2 separate regions of the Zea mays genome follow, and region 1 is linked to region 2. The links are chromatin contacts, called in public Hi-C maps. All regions are on one chromosome and are shown on one strand. The core of a region is the stretch at or near the end of the contact, and the rest is flanking DNA. Distances in the headings are between cores, read along the strand shown.

Evidence for each region. Hi-C and Micro-C count contacts between places; a contact is called where the count stands out from the background.
Region 1: a contact with region 2 is called in a Hi-C map of leaf, with 5 times the contacts expected there. The contact joins the promoter of LOC100277921 here to the enhancer-like site in region 2. A contact is called at or near these places in 5 of 25 Hi-C or Micro-C datasets (bundle sheath, leaf, root tip and 1 more).

Annotation. Positions count from the first base shown.
Region 1 is chr7:162,400,839-162,408,196 of Zm-B73-REFERENCE-NAM-5.0, reverse strand. It overlaps LOC100277921, which reads right to left and starts at 2,023. Exons shown (of 11, transcript NM_001151364.1): 1 at 1,659-2,023; 2 at 1,206-1,305. The coding sequence starts at 1,839.
Region 2 is chr7:162,257,178-162,263,673 of Zm-B73-REFERENCE-NAM-5.0, reverse strand. LOC103633229 (a long non-coding RNA gene) reads right to left here and starts at 1,314. Exons shown (of 1, transcript XR_004851567.1): 1 at 492-1,314. Within about 2 kb of position 4,878, at least 19 of the 20 cell types and tissues checked have an H3K27ac peak or open chromatin away from gene starts, as enhancers often do. A contact at or near this core is called in bundle sheath, leaf, root tip and 1 more, where this site is marked.

The DNA.
Region 1 (7,358 bases), core at 774-3,273, 150 kb before region 2:
CACGCCTTCACCCTTGCACCTAGGTGATGCCTTAGTGCCATGATTATATTATTATCTTCCAAAGTATAGAAAGGCCTTCGTTTAGCAATATGTTGACATTGATCCCTCTGAGCACAGAGTAAATCAAACCAAGTGAACATGGATTTGGGCCAACCAAGTGAACATGGATCTGAGCCATCTACTTGACCTCAATGCTTGGGAGCTACATATAGAATTTAAGACAATAAAATGCCCAGTATGGTGGAGTACCAAAAGTAAGAATGAAAGGTGTCATTCGGAGATCATCTAAAACAAGCATACTTCATTGAGGTTCCTATAAGGCAGATACAAATGTCCTATTTCGAAAGTCTATGGTTTCCGAACCAAGCAGAAAATGTTTATCTGCCAAGTGATATTTTTAAAGCCTACTCATAAAAAAACTCAACCTACGGGGGTAAAACAGCCTCTGGGCATTACATTAAGAAGATCTTCTCACACATGTCGAGAAACCCCCGAACCTTAGCCCCACTCATACACAGCGGCATCTTACGGCGTGATTGGTTGGTTGGATTTTGCCCAACCAGGCTGACGGGATCCAGAAATGTGTTGTTTGGATAGCTGAACGGTCCCTGGAACCTGGCTGCCCACGTGCAAACGCCGCCGCCGAGCCTGGTTCCCGGGAAACACATTTCGTTTTCGTTTCTACACAGCCTAGCCCATTCTGTGAGTCCTCGTGTTCGCTGCTCTCTCAAGGCATGCACGAGGCAAGTAGAAAACGACCAACCAATCACACTGCGGTATAATGGTACGAATGGAAACGCCAAACAAACAAGGTGCTGCTGCATGCTCAGAACTTGGTTCGGGAGCGCCTGGCTGCACAGGTACCGGCATGTCATAGAAACGAGAACCAATCACGCCAGTAGCCTATGTAAGAACGGTCGCGACCAAAACCAGGCCTTGGACCTGTGCTTTGCCGTGGAACAGATGAGGGGATTTTTTTTTTAACTCAGGGCCTGAGCAGGGTTACTCGGACAGTCAGACCACCTAACAAACCCAGCTAGAGGCCCTTTCACAAAGCCTACTCGTATAAGATGCGCAAAAATGTAGAATGCATTTATCAATACCGGTTTCAGTCCCACATTCGACGGGTAATACAAAATACAGCGTCCAGGGAAGCAATTAGTGCATAACGGATAGATACAAAAGCAACATCAATATTTCCTTACTTCTTTTGCGAGAGGAACTCTAACGCGTGAAGCACCAACGAGTACAAGTACTCCACCTTCCTACTGTACACTTGAACCGATCCTTGGAGTAATAACGCCGCTGTAGATAAGAAGACACAAATTAACAAGGCAAAATAACTTTGTTCTGGTACATTTCCCATATTTAATTGTCCTTAGAAAGGGTAAAAACCTTGGGCGAGCTAACAACTAAAAAGAAGCTGCTTCCTTTAACATTTATTCAAGCAAAGGAAATAAAACCGCGCAAGATCAAGCAAGTCAAGTCCACATGTTCAAGCCTCCATCCATCGTCAAAGTGTCAAACCACCCGAAGTGTCAAATTTTTAACCTCCCACTCCCAATTCCCAGCTCTCCAGACCCCTAAGATAGCACAGCCGCTGAAAAGAAGTGCCGCACATTGACCGCAAGAAACCCTGGTCCTCCGCACCACCGTACCTTCGGCAAAGTTGACAGAGTGGGCCCCGTCCTCGCCGGAGACCTCCCCTGAGCAGATCTTGAGCAGGTAATCCTCGAGGCTCTTGGCAACGTCCACCTCCCAATTCGACTCGGGGTCCCTGTTCGCCTGCAGAATAGGGAACCTCCCGCCGCTCGAGCCCCCCTCCCCGCCGCCGTCCATGCCTCCGCCCCAGGCTACTAGGCGCAAGAAAGCATCATTCTGCGGTAGGGTTAGAAACCTGGTTCTAGAAGCTTCTGGAAATTGGGCGGGAGACGAAGGCGCGAGAAATCGGAGGTGTGAAGGCTGAAGGGGAAGGAGGCTAGCCGGCTAGGGTTGGGACTTGGGAGGGGGTTTGGGGAATTTTGGATGTCGGGTTCTCCCGCTCAATGGATTTGGATCAGCGGGAGTCGCGTTTCGGCGAGGAGCCGTTGGTTCAGTTTGGAGTCAGCTTCTCTTAGTCTGTCTTCATGTCTTCAGCAATATCCTCTATATTCATACTCTAGATCTGTCATTTACAGTTTTTTATAAAATATTTTATCCTCTATATCTCATTCTCCTCCAATAACGTTCTCTAAATCACGTCATCTATACGTAAATACCTATATTAAAGACATTTTTTTATTTTTTATTTTTGTACATTATTTGTCATTCTCTCAAATATATTGTACATATTTTAGTTTTGCTAAACCGGTTATTTAAAGTATTCAAATGAATAGAGAATCGTTTAGAGAAACTCTATATAGAGAGTGTCAGAGAGGGAATTCTCCGACCGGGTGGCAGAGTGCACTCGCCCTAAATCCTAAGATGAGGAAGGGGCTTAAGCGTTTTGTCTGTCTTGCTAAGCGATCACCAAGCACATGAACACGCGAGGATTTAGAGTGGTTCGGGCCGCCGGATCGTAATACCCTACTCCACTGTGGGTTGGATTGTTGTGGAAGCTTGGGAATCGAGAGTCTGTCTAAGTCTGGTCCTGAGAGAGCTTGTCTTGTAACGCTGCATACCTCCCCTTTTATAGCTAAGGGGGTATGTACAAGAATACTGAGCCCCGGCATGTGGGCCCAGGAACATAACGGATGTAGTACTTGGAGCTACTAATGCTTGCTGCTGGAGCAATCTTCTTGTGCCCTGACATCCGAGATCTGCTGATAGGAACGGGGTGTTCGATCTTCCGTCAGGTGAAGATAACTATTGATTTGGTGGAGATGTCACACAAACGATCCGGCTTCCAATCAACACGACTAGAACCCCGCAATCGCAGCACCACTTCTCCTCTGGTTATCAACCGTGCGCTGCGCGATTGACCTCGCCACGAGGGCTAATTCCTGCCTGAGAATCGAAGACACAAGCAAGAACAAGAAAGAACACAATCTAGAATATTGCGGATGAATGATTAAGCTCACAAGTTGGGGTCTCACAAACCGATCTACGACGACTGTTCTTGACAGATCTAAACTTAAGCAAAACCCAACCTAATGTGGCGACGGCTATTGAATAAATAGAGTATTAGGGCGTGCGTGACCCCTGGACTCGCCCCTAATGGGCTCCGACGCGATACACGGTCCAACGGCCCAACAGATGGTGTCGCAGCACCAAAACAGAATCTGAATGCTGACTTATTTCGACGATTCCCGTTGACTCCGGACGAATTTTAGGATGGAACCAGTTGGGTTGGTTAGATAATCTTCTTATCTTTCCAACCATATCAAGTCCGTCGCAATCGGAGTCTGGATGCATCTTGGGCGTCCATTTTAGTGCAGACTGGTCCTGGAACCCGAGATGGAGTTGCAGTCGAGTCGGACTTGATCTCCTTCCTGTTGTGGGCGCCCTTGTTGCTCCTCCTCAACACCTAGGCCTTTCTCAAGTCCTTGTTGGTCCTCGCCAAGGTTCCTAATCATCAAAACATCCATGGCCCCAAGCATAAGCTCTGAAACACAATTGACTAGGGCAGAACGTACCTGGAGAATTAGCTGTCGTGCACGCGATCGTGTTATCGGTCCATTCATTGTATGTATAGAAGTGATGTCCTCATCATCTGCGTAGCATCGGCGTGCAAGGAAAGCTTCTCATATAAGGGATGATGAGCACAGTGCACCGCGCAGCACGGCCGTACTGTTTTGATAATGGACTGGACATGTGCGCCTTTTGCAGGGTGGCCCTGGCGCCGCCTGCCAGCGGAGTGGACAGGACGCAATAAATGCTGAGGGGGCACATCGCCTGTCAGCAGGGTGGACAGGCGGCGCGTCCTTTCCGCAATAAATGCAGAGACCGCGCGGCCTAGAGACCTTATGTCAGGCTCCGCCCGCTGGCTTACGTCACGGGCAACAAGCCACGTGGCAGCATCGGGTCTCCGCCTGAGCGGGGAGCGCAAGCGTACAAGATAAGGCCTAAAAGCATCTAGGCCCCTGGTTGGTTTTAGTGATTAATGACAACGTAACATTATATGTGACTAACGTGTGTTTTTGCAGAGACAAATGGTAAGTTAGGTCGCATAACAGGTAGAAGTACTACAACGGTGAAAACAATCCCGGAGATAAGAACTCGAAGCGACGGCTAAAACGACGAAACAAAAGGTGAAGGTCTACGGAGTCCGAGTGTCAAGGAGATGTGGACACTCGCGATTTAGTTAGGTCTTTTATTCTCTTTTAGTCGTACTATAAAGAGGGGTTGTCGATGAGTAGTTTGACCAAGAGAGTTCTAGTGTAGTGTTGGTGCACAATCACACTCATACACAGTGCTAGGTGTCACTCTAGAACTCACACTCAAGTTAGAACGAAAACCGATTTGAAAATCAGCTGAAAAACAAGAGTTAGTGTTTCTGGCTTTGGGGCACCGGACTGTCCGGTGTGCACCGGACTGTCCGGTGCACTCTCTGCCAGGTGGGACCAGGCTGGTCCACGGCAGAGGCTTTCCCCTTCGCAGAAACCCGAGAGCACAGCTTTCGGAATTGAATTTTAGTGGCACACCGGACACCGCACCGGACTGTCCGGTGTGCACCAGACAGTGGACTGTTCACTGTCCGGTGCGCCATGAGTCCAACGGCTCCCTGTCAGAACTAGCCGTTGGAAACGACCGTTGGCGCACCGGTGGCGCACCGGACTGTCCGGTGCGCCATTGCGCAGTGAAATGCCTGTAACGGCTAGTTGGTGGGTGAGGGCTATTTATACCCCCTCCACCCACCATATTCAAGGTCTTGCACTCCACATTTATTCCAGCACATTACTAGAGCATTGCAAGCACCAAAAGCCTAGTGAGGAGATTAGAGAATCATAATCCACGCTTGTTCCTCATTAGCGCTAGTGAGAGCCACCTAGAGCACACACCACTTGCATTAGACTTCTCTTGGTCAAGCGAAAGTCTACGACTTGTTACTCTTGGTGATCGGCATCACCTAGACGGCTTGGTGGCGTTGGGAGCTCGGTGATCACCGTGAAGATCTTGTTGGTGACCCGACTCAAGTTTGTAAGCGGTCTCGAGGGATCCACCGCACCGGAGTGGCAAAGGATCATCTCGTAGTGAGCACTTGGTTCTTGCGAGGACCAAGGGGGAGCGATACCCTTGTGCGGGTGCTCCAACGAGGACTAGTGGAGAGTGCCGACTCTTCGATACCTCGGGAAAAATTGGAGGAGTCTTCTAAACTTTGCTTTACATTCCGCACTTAATTCAAGCACTTTACATTGTGTATTTGTTTAGCAAGTATTTGAAGTATTATCTTAGCTATGTTGCATTTCTAGTATTATTTTCTTAGTGCTAGTTGTTGGGGTGAAGTTGGGCTCTTGTTTAGCTCTTGCTTAGTTTTTTAATTAGTGTTGATTTTTAGAAAAGCCCAATTCACCCCCCCTCTTGGGCATCGTGATCCTTTCAATTGGTATCGGAGCCTTGTTGCTCATAGATTAGCGTAACCGCTAGAGTTACGATGTCCGGGTGGGATGGACCTCCTCCCGTTTTTGATGGTGACGATTTTCCTTATTGGAAAATTCGTATGGAAGCATACTTAGAGGCTATAGACATTGGTGTCTATAAAGCCGCCACACAAGGGTTCCCCGAACCTAGAGATCCCACAAATCTTGTAGGTGATGAGTTCAATTATGAGAAATGGAATGCTAAGGCCAAAAACACCCTTTTTAGAGGCCTTTGCAAAGATGTGTTCAATAGAGTAAGAAATCATAAAAATGCTCATGATTTGTGGATAGACATTTGTGCTCTACACGAAGGAACTAGAAGTGAACGCGAGGAAAGATATCACATAGCCATGCGAAAGTTAAATTCTTTTGAAATGCTTACTAATGAAAATGCAAATGCTATGTACTCACGACTTAATATTCTTGTAGAGGAAGTCAATGGATTAGGGCTTACTCAAATCTCACAACCGGATGTTGTGAGGAAGATTCTCAGTGTCCTCCCAATAGACAAATATGGACACATTGTCACTGTGCTACATCAAATGGATCTTTCAGTTACCACACCTACACAAATTTTGGGAAAGATCAATGCCCATGAAATGTACATGCACATCAACGACAAAGAAGAATCATCTTCCAAAAGAAAGGATTTGGCTCTCAAAGCAAATCATGAAAGAAAAGGAAAAGCAAAAATACAAGTTGAGGAAGAATCCTCAAGTGATGATGACCTTGACGCAAACATTGCCTTGATGGTAAGGAAGACCACCAAGATGTTGAAGAAGCTAAATAGAGAAGGCATCAAATTTGATTCAAGAAAGAAGAAGTTCTTCTCCAACAAAAGAAAGCCCATTTCTGAGATGGACTGCTACAACTGTGGTGAGCTTGGTCATCTTGCTCATCAATGCAACAAGCCCAAGAAGAACAAGTTCAAGGGCAAGAAAGAAGATGCCAGCGATGATGAAAAGAAGGAAAAGAAATTCTTCAAGAGGAAGGATGGAAAGCAAAAGAGGTTTCACAAGAAGAAGAATGGAAAGGCATATATTGTTGGCGACTGGCTCACCGACATCGAATCATCAAGTGGGTCTTCTTCAAGTGAAGAAGAGAATGATGAAAAGGTTGCCGCCATCGCCGGGGACTTCTCTTCACCACCACCATCGCCATCATCCACTTCTCACCTATGCCTCATGGCTAGGGGTGAACGGAAGGTACAAAATGATATTAATACTGCTGATGATAGTGATAGTGATAGTGATGAAGAATTTGCTTCACCTTCATATGATGAGTTAGCTGACTTACTTAAAGAATATACTCAAATCATTAGAAAGTCAAAAGCTAAATGTGATAGGTTGAAAAATGAAAATGAATCCTTAAATGCCAAGTATGACATAGTTATAAAGGCTAGTGATGAAATAAAAGAAGAAAATAAAACTATGTCATCAACTGTAAATGAGCTCACAAACTCCCTAAAAGATGCTAAGGAAAAATATGACAAATTAAATGAAGCTAATAGGGAGTTGCAAAATAGACTAGTAAAGATCAAGGAAGACTATACACAAATTAAATTTGATCATGACAATCTTCTTGTTGAAAATGAACTTTTATCTTGCAAAACACATGAGGCTATTAACCCTGTTGTTAAGTTTGATGTAGCAACCTCATGTGATGTTTTGACTCAAGAAGAGCAAACTAGTCTACATGCTGAATTGACTGAAAAAGTTGAAGTCCTGACTTTAGACAACCAAAAATTGAAGAATTACTTGACTGATGCAACTACTAGAGGAAAAGTTGCTATTGAGAACA
Region 2 (6,496 bases), core at 3,629-6,128:
GACCATCTTTTTTAATGATTGAAAAAGAAAAGAAACGGGTTGCTTAGCGTCAAACATTCAATGATTTAGTAGTGCGTGGTCAGCTGCTGTATGCGAAAAAGCAGTGTAGAAACTAGACCAAAAATCTGCCTTTTCTTCTCCTACCATAAACAACCGGGCACGCTCTTCCTGTGTTGCGGAGGACCGGCGGGAAACATGCGTGCTCGCAGTCGTAGCCTCGCTTACTCTGGGTAGTAGGTGTTTGTTATTTTTGTTAAATTAAGTACGACTCTGTTTTGGCAATGGTATTGTTTTGAGTAAATTCCAGGACAACCAGGGCGGGCGGGCGGGTATTTGCTGCAGATGCAATGCAAGCCAGGAAAACCTGCAGGTACAGCGTCGAGAACTCGAGATAATGGAGGCAGTTGGATTGGAGGCAGGGTGCTGGATTACTGGAAAAGACGGTCGGCATCGTGCTACCATGCGACAGAGAAACTAGCGAAGGCTAGAAATGAAAAGAAAAAAAAAACTACTACAGGAGTACTGGGGAAGAAGAGATCTCCGATGACATCTGCAGAACACGCAGGGCAGGATTCCAAAACAGAGGGAGGCATAAAAATGCAGGGGGGAGCATTTCTTTTGCTGCTACTAGATATTGCACATTCTGTATGTATATATGATTCCACTCCAACACCTAATTAAAACGCATACAAACTGACACCGATCTCTCAGTCTCACCAAAGCTCAGATGTTTCTTTGATTTGCCCCCACCGGCCACGGGCACGCAACAGCACCCAAAGCTCAGATATTTCAGTCGAGAACTCATCACGGCGACCCCTGAACTCCTCCGCGCCCAACGAGCCGCCTCAGGTTCCCGAGGTGCCTCTGCAGGGCACGGCACGCGCGCGCCCTGAGGGCCCGGACGGCGAGCCTGAGCTTCTTGAGGCGGACGCCGATCCTGGGCCTGGCCCGCGCCAGCGCTGACGGCCGGGGACTCTTCTTCTCGAGCACCTTGTGGATGAGGAACTGCGCCCTGAGGTGCCGCGCCTCCTCCGCGTCCACCTTGTCCACCTTGGCGTACGCGAACGGCGTCGACGCCCGCAGGAGCAGCATCTTCGGCTCCTCGCGAAGCAGCGACTGCGAGGAGGAGACGGGATCGGGAGCGGGGTCTCTTGGCGTGAGCTTCCTGCCGCCTGGGACGTGTGCGCCTCTACTGTTATATATAGGCTGCTGCCGGCAGCCGGCTGAACCCTCCTGCAGCTGCAGCCTGGCTCTGCCTCTGGCCTGTATTTTTTTGTGGAATTATTGATGGGATCACGAGACTATTAATTAGTTGGACAGGCCGTGTCAATGCTGATAACCTTTGTTTATTTTTGTCCGTCGCCGAGCTTATTTATCTCACTTCTCCCCTATGAAACATGGTGACATCCTTTTCCAGAGTCCTAGATGAAAGAAACTTCAGTCACATCTCGGTTTGTATCTCTTGGACAAGTCACTCTCGTGAAGGGCCAGAACAACACTTCAAAACCATTGGCTTCAGGAAGGAAGAAAAATATATCAAAGCTGTAATTGTGTACATGACGCCCAAAAAAAATCACGAGCTTCGAGTGCGAATCCCAGTACATGGAGAATTTTGCGCTCCCATCCTGTCTGAAACTTAGCTGTCTGTCCCTTTTCTCTAAACAGAGGCTGCATATTTCTTCCAGCTTTTAAACATCAAGTCCGGACTCCGAGGTACCATGGCGCTAGTGTGACCTTTGAGGATTGTTAAGCCCTTCCATTCCAGGAACCTCCATTCCATACGATCAACAGCAAGCCCAGATTCAAAAGGAATCAGAACGTTAGGCCGGGACACACGGATAAGCCTAGAGAACCTGGTGCAGTTCCAGCTCTCTGGTTTGGATTCACTTAGCTAGTTGTTATATAGGTATCAATGTATGATAGGTAAGTATATTAGCTAGCTTATTATCCAAAAGATTCACTTAGCTTAGCTTATTATCCTGTTGTTAATCAACGCATGCATGCCAAGGCTGTCGTTCGATGCAAGTCAACTGCAATGCCCCTCGCGCCACTTGGCGCCCCTGACGCATCGCCTAAAGGTTGCCTTGCGAGAAAGGTCAGCTTCTGACCTTCGTCATCTCATCACCTAACGCATTACATGTCGCCTCTGCCGGCACTCGTGACCCGTGAGGTCACTGAAGCAACCAGACGAGGCATGCATCATTATTCTCCTTACTAAATTCAAGCAAGGTCAAGATGCTACATTATTCTGTTCATGAGAAGAGAAGGTCGAATAACACCTTATTAAAAGTTAAGGTACTGCTAGGAGAATGAAACCTACAGTTTCTTGTATGTACTTTTGTCAGGCTCGCTCTTGCTATGGATAGATGCACGGTTGCCATTGTTCACCTGAGTCCTGATCCTGAACCTGCTTGCATTGCCGTCCCAGGCCTGGGAATTTGTTGCCATCCCATTTCAGCTTCCCAAAAGCGAGCTGGAACAGGCAGCCTTGCCCTTGCAGAAGAGAAGAGTTTCCAGCAGAGCGAACAACGGCCACGAGGCTCCGATCCAGCTTAACACCCATAGTGGTGAACGTCTTGGGCGGTCAGGCGGAGAAAACTTTCTCCTTGGATGCTACCGCTGGCCATTTGTCGTCGTCCAACGCGAGGGGGCTCATCAGAGTTGAAGTAGCCTTTTGCTTTCTGTTCGTCATGACCTTGCGTTGAATTTGTCATCCGAACTAGCTACTCATGGCTGTAGCAATTGTAAATTCGTACCTCTATGCGAGGAAATTGTCAATGCAGATACCATTTTTCTATCTTCTTTGGTCCATACTATTATATGTCGTCGTGTTGTAGGGCAAAGGGCCTCGTGATTGGTCACTTCATTTTCACAGATCCAAAGATGGCCTGGCATGTATGTACGATAATTAGTTTCATCAGTAAAAAAAAAGATAAGTTTGGATTCTATAGTACTCAAAGCAAATTTAGGAATATAAAGTTGCGCTGGAAATGGAGATTTGTGGATCATCTGTCAGTGAGATGATGCGGCTACTACCGATGGCCAGCAACCTCGATCTATATAGCCCACCGACCAAGATCGCACGAAACAAACTACGAGTACTACTGTTCATCCCCTTTCAGCAGCTAGCGCGTCATTTCTGGCCAGCCGTGCGAGTCATCAGAGAACCAAACACGACAGGAGTGCACGACACCCTACCTCACCTGTCTGTCTGCTGTCCCGGCGCATGAACATGCAATGTATAATATGGGGTACGTACACAGTGCGTTATATATACTTATACGCATCGAAAATGCTTGTACACCAGACCACTACCACACCGCATAGTGGTCGCATTGCTCGAACCGGCCCAACACGACGTCGGTTTCCATGCCTCGTTGCCGTCAGGGAGAAGTCGAAGCCATCAAGAGGGAGGAGGCCCTGCCGCTGCCGGCCTCACTGACGACGATCCCCGTCCTCCTCCTCCTCCACGCGCGATGAGCCTCCTGAGGTTCCTGAGGTGCCTCTGCACGGCGCGGCGGGCGCGCGCCCTCACGCCACGGATGGCGAGCCTGAGCTTCTTCAGCCGGACGCCGACCCTTGCCTGCTTCACCCTCACCAGCGCCGGTGGCCTAGCTACTCCTAGACCTTACCGTACCGCCCTCGACGACGACGACGGCGTCGGATCGTTGAGCACCTTGTGGATCAGGAACTGCGCCCGGACGTGCCGCGCCTCCTCTGCGTCCTTCTTGTCCAGCCTGTCGTAGGCAGGTGGCGGCGTTGCTGCACTCGCCGGCAGCATCTTGGTTCGCGACGGCGTGGCAAGACGACGAGGGACCACGAACTTCTTGCACCTACATGTGCTGAGTTATATAGTCGTTGTTCATTTCTTGCAGCTCTAATCCAAGCAAGTTCTGTGTCCCTCGGAAGATTGCGCGTTTCTTCAAGTTATACCGTACTGTACGGAGACAAAACGATGCATGGCACGGTCCGATCTTTTCTGGGCCATACTTTTGCCACAGTTCCGGTCCATGCATGTCCACGGGTTCAGATTTCCAACTTGTACGAATGAAGAACAGACGATGGTGACCTCTCATCTCACTGTGATTTGAAAGGACCCTGTACATCTTTGCCATCGTTTTTGCCTTTTTGTTTGCTTCCAACTCATTTCATGTGAAAACTACATTTCTTTTTTACTTGTGCCGGCCCATTGACTAAAACTAAGGCCCGTGCCTGACCTGATTTTTTGCTCTTTTCTTATCAGGGTACAAGGACGCCAAACTTTATTGCGTATAAATTTTTCAAATGAAATATGGAGAGAAGAAAATCTTTATTGCGTATAAATTGTTTCAGGCACCAGCTGCCATGGAGCAAGCTTATACAAAACCCTCACAAAGCCTTTTTCCATGCAGAGGTAGTGCCTCTGAATTCCAAGTACAGTGTTGCCTGTTAGTTGTTCAGATGAAAAAAAAGAGAAAATGTTGCCTTTCAGTTCAGTGCTGTTCTGGTGAATAAAAACGTTGCGAAGGGGTATCTTTACACTTTACAGCTCTGTTTTCATCCGGCCTGTGATGGAAATTGTGCTGCAAAGTGCGCAGGGCCGTTGGCCCGACGACAAGTATTTTCGTCGAGAGAAGCAACGAAAGCCCACTCCTCCAAGCCACCCTTCGCTCAAGTCATATTTAGCACCACCTCGGCAGTCGACACTGCAGCACACCAACTTAAATATTCATCCCGATCTCCCTCACTCGCCGAGCTCAGTTACGAGAGCTTGTAACCCTAGTGGGGGCATTAAAGGTGGTGCGGATGCTTTCTGACGGCTTCTGGGCCTGGGCCCATATGTGCCACTAGGCTGGACTGTCCATCCCAAGTTGGGAGTGTCTGGCGGGGCTCAGGGCAAGCCTTGGACCTCTCTAGGCCTGAAGCGGTAGGCACGGCGTGAGGCTGGTTTAACAGAGCAGCGATCACTGCCCGCTTCCAACGGTGGGAGGATAACAGGCCGGCTGCACTGAGAGCCCAACTCGGGCCCAGATCCACATTAAAGCAGACCACCATCTTTTTTTTTACCTTTGTAAACCTTTGGAGGTCACATGTTCTCCGCCGCTGCACCCAACGTGTTCCGACTTCAGCAGACAACGCCATCTTTTTTTTCTGCCCATGGGATCCAACGTGTTGGGCCCAGCCCAGTATATAGGAGTGCATGCAGTGGCGGGCGATGATGTAAAAAGATGGCTACTTAAAATTACTAAGGAGTAAAAAAAATTGGTATGTATAATAAATACCTTACAAAGTCTGGCCATTTGGTATTTGTAATACCACAATATATTACATACACATGATACATATCAAACAAAACGAAGTCTTAGATGAGCATAAGATTGATAAAAATTTCCGGTAAAAAAGGATTGATAAAAACCGAAATTATCCAATAAAAGTGATAAGAGCCAACATTTGAAATATCTAAAGGATAATGTTGTATTTAGAATTCTATCCATTAATAATTTGTATTTCAGTAACTTTTCATTGCTACAATTTATATATTGTTCCCGGCCCGATTTATAATTCATTTATTTTTTTACTAAGTTTGACCGACTCGTCTTATTTATTTTTCTACAAAAAATCAAAATATATCATATGCTAATCGATATAATAGTAAAAAATTTATAATAACTATGAAATTTTGAATAAGACGAGCCAACCAAGCTTTAATAAAAAAATCAAATGAATCATAAATTGGAACAATGAAGGTAGTATGATGTTTTGGGGAGCAAGAAGTTATTTCATTTCCCCGGTTTGAATTCCGGGAATTAATAACTTGGACTTGTTGCATGGTCTGGAGACTTTAGTTTTTTTTTTGGTAGAAGTTGGATTTATGGAGCAAGAGGTTTCTTATGAGAACCGTAGGATTTGTTGGAAGCTTAAAATACAATAATTTCACCCTACTAGGCATGTAACATGTTTATGATTAAAAAAACGAATAAACTCCACCCACCATGGTTGAAATCCTGGTGATAGCCGTATCTAGTTGTCCTAGTCGGTGTTGAGACCAAAAAGTGCGTCAGTGCGTGCAACCAGCCAACCACTTCAAACTACACTATAGTATAGTACGATAAAATATTAATCGACATGCGTGATAGGACTACACGCATGCTCTCCAAAACCCAAACGATTCCGTTCCATGCCCCTCCGACGCCACTTCTCGTCGTTACAAAAAAAAGGGCCCATCAGCGCCACAGACTGACAGTGATCTAGATCCTCAATCAACCTTCTAGGAAAGGCTGCTGCTTGTCGTCCCACTTGTCCAGCCTTGCCCTGGCGTTCTCCACCTGCAGTTGGAGTCACAAGTCCAACAGGATACAACAATCATATATCATTTCAGGTCTCGCTGCTATGACCAACATGTGCATGGATGGCAATATGGCAGGGCATCGTGCTGACAGTTCGTCCATCACCTCCTTGTTCCAGTCGGTTCTGAAGGGGTGTGATTGGTTCCCTTCCATGCTGAGCCTGGCTCGCC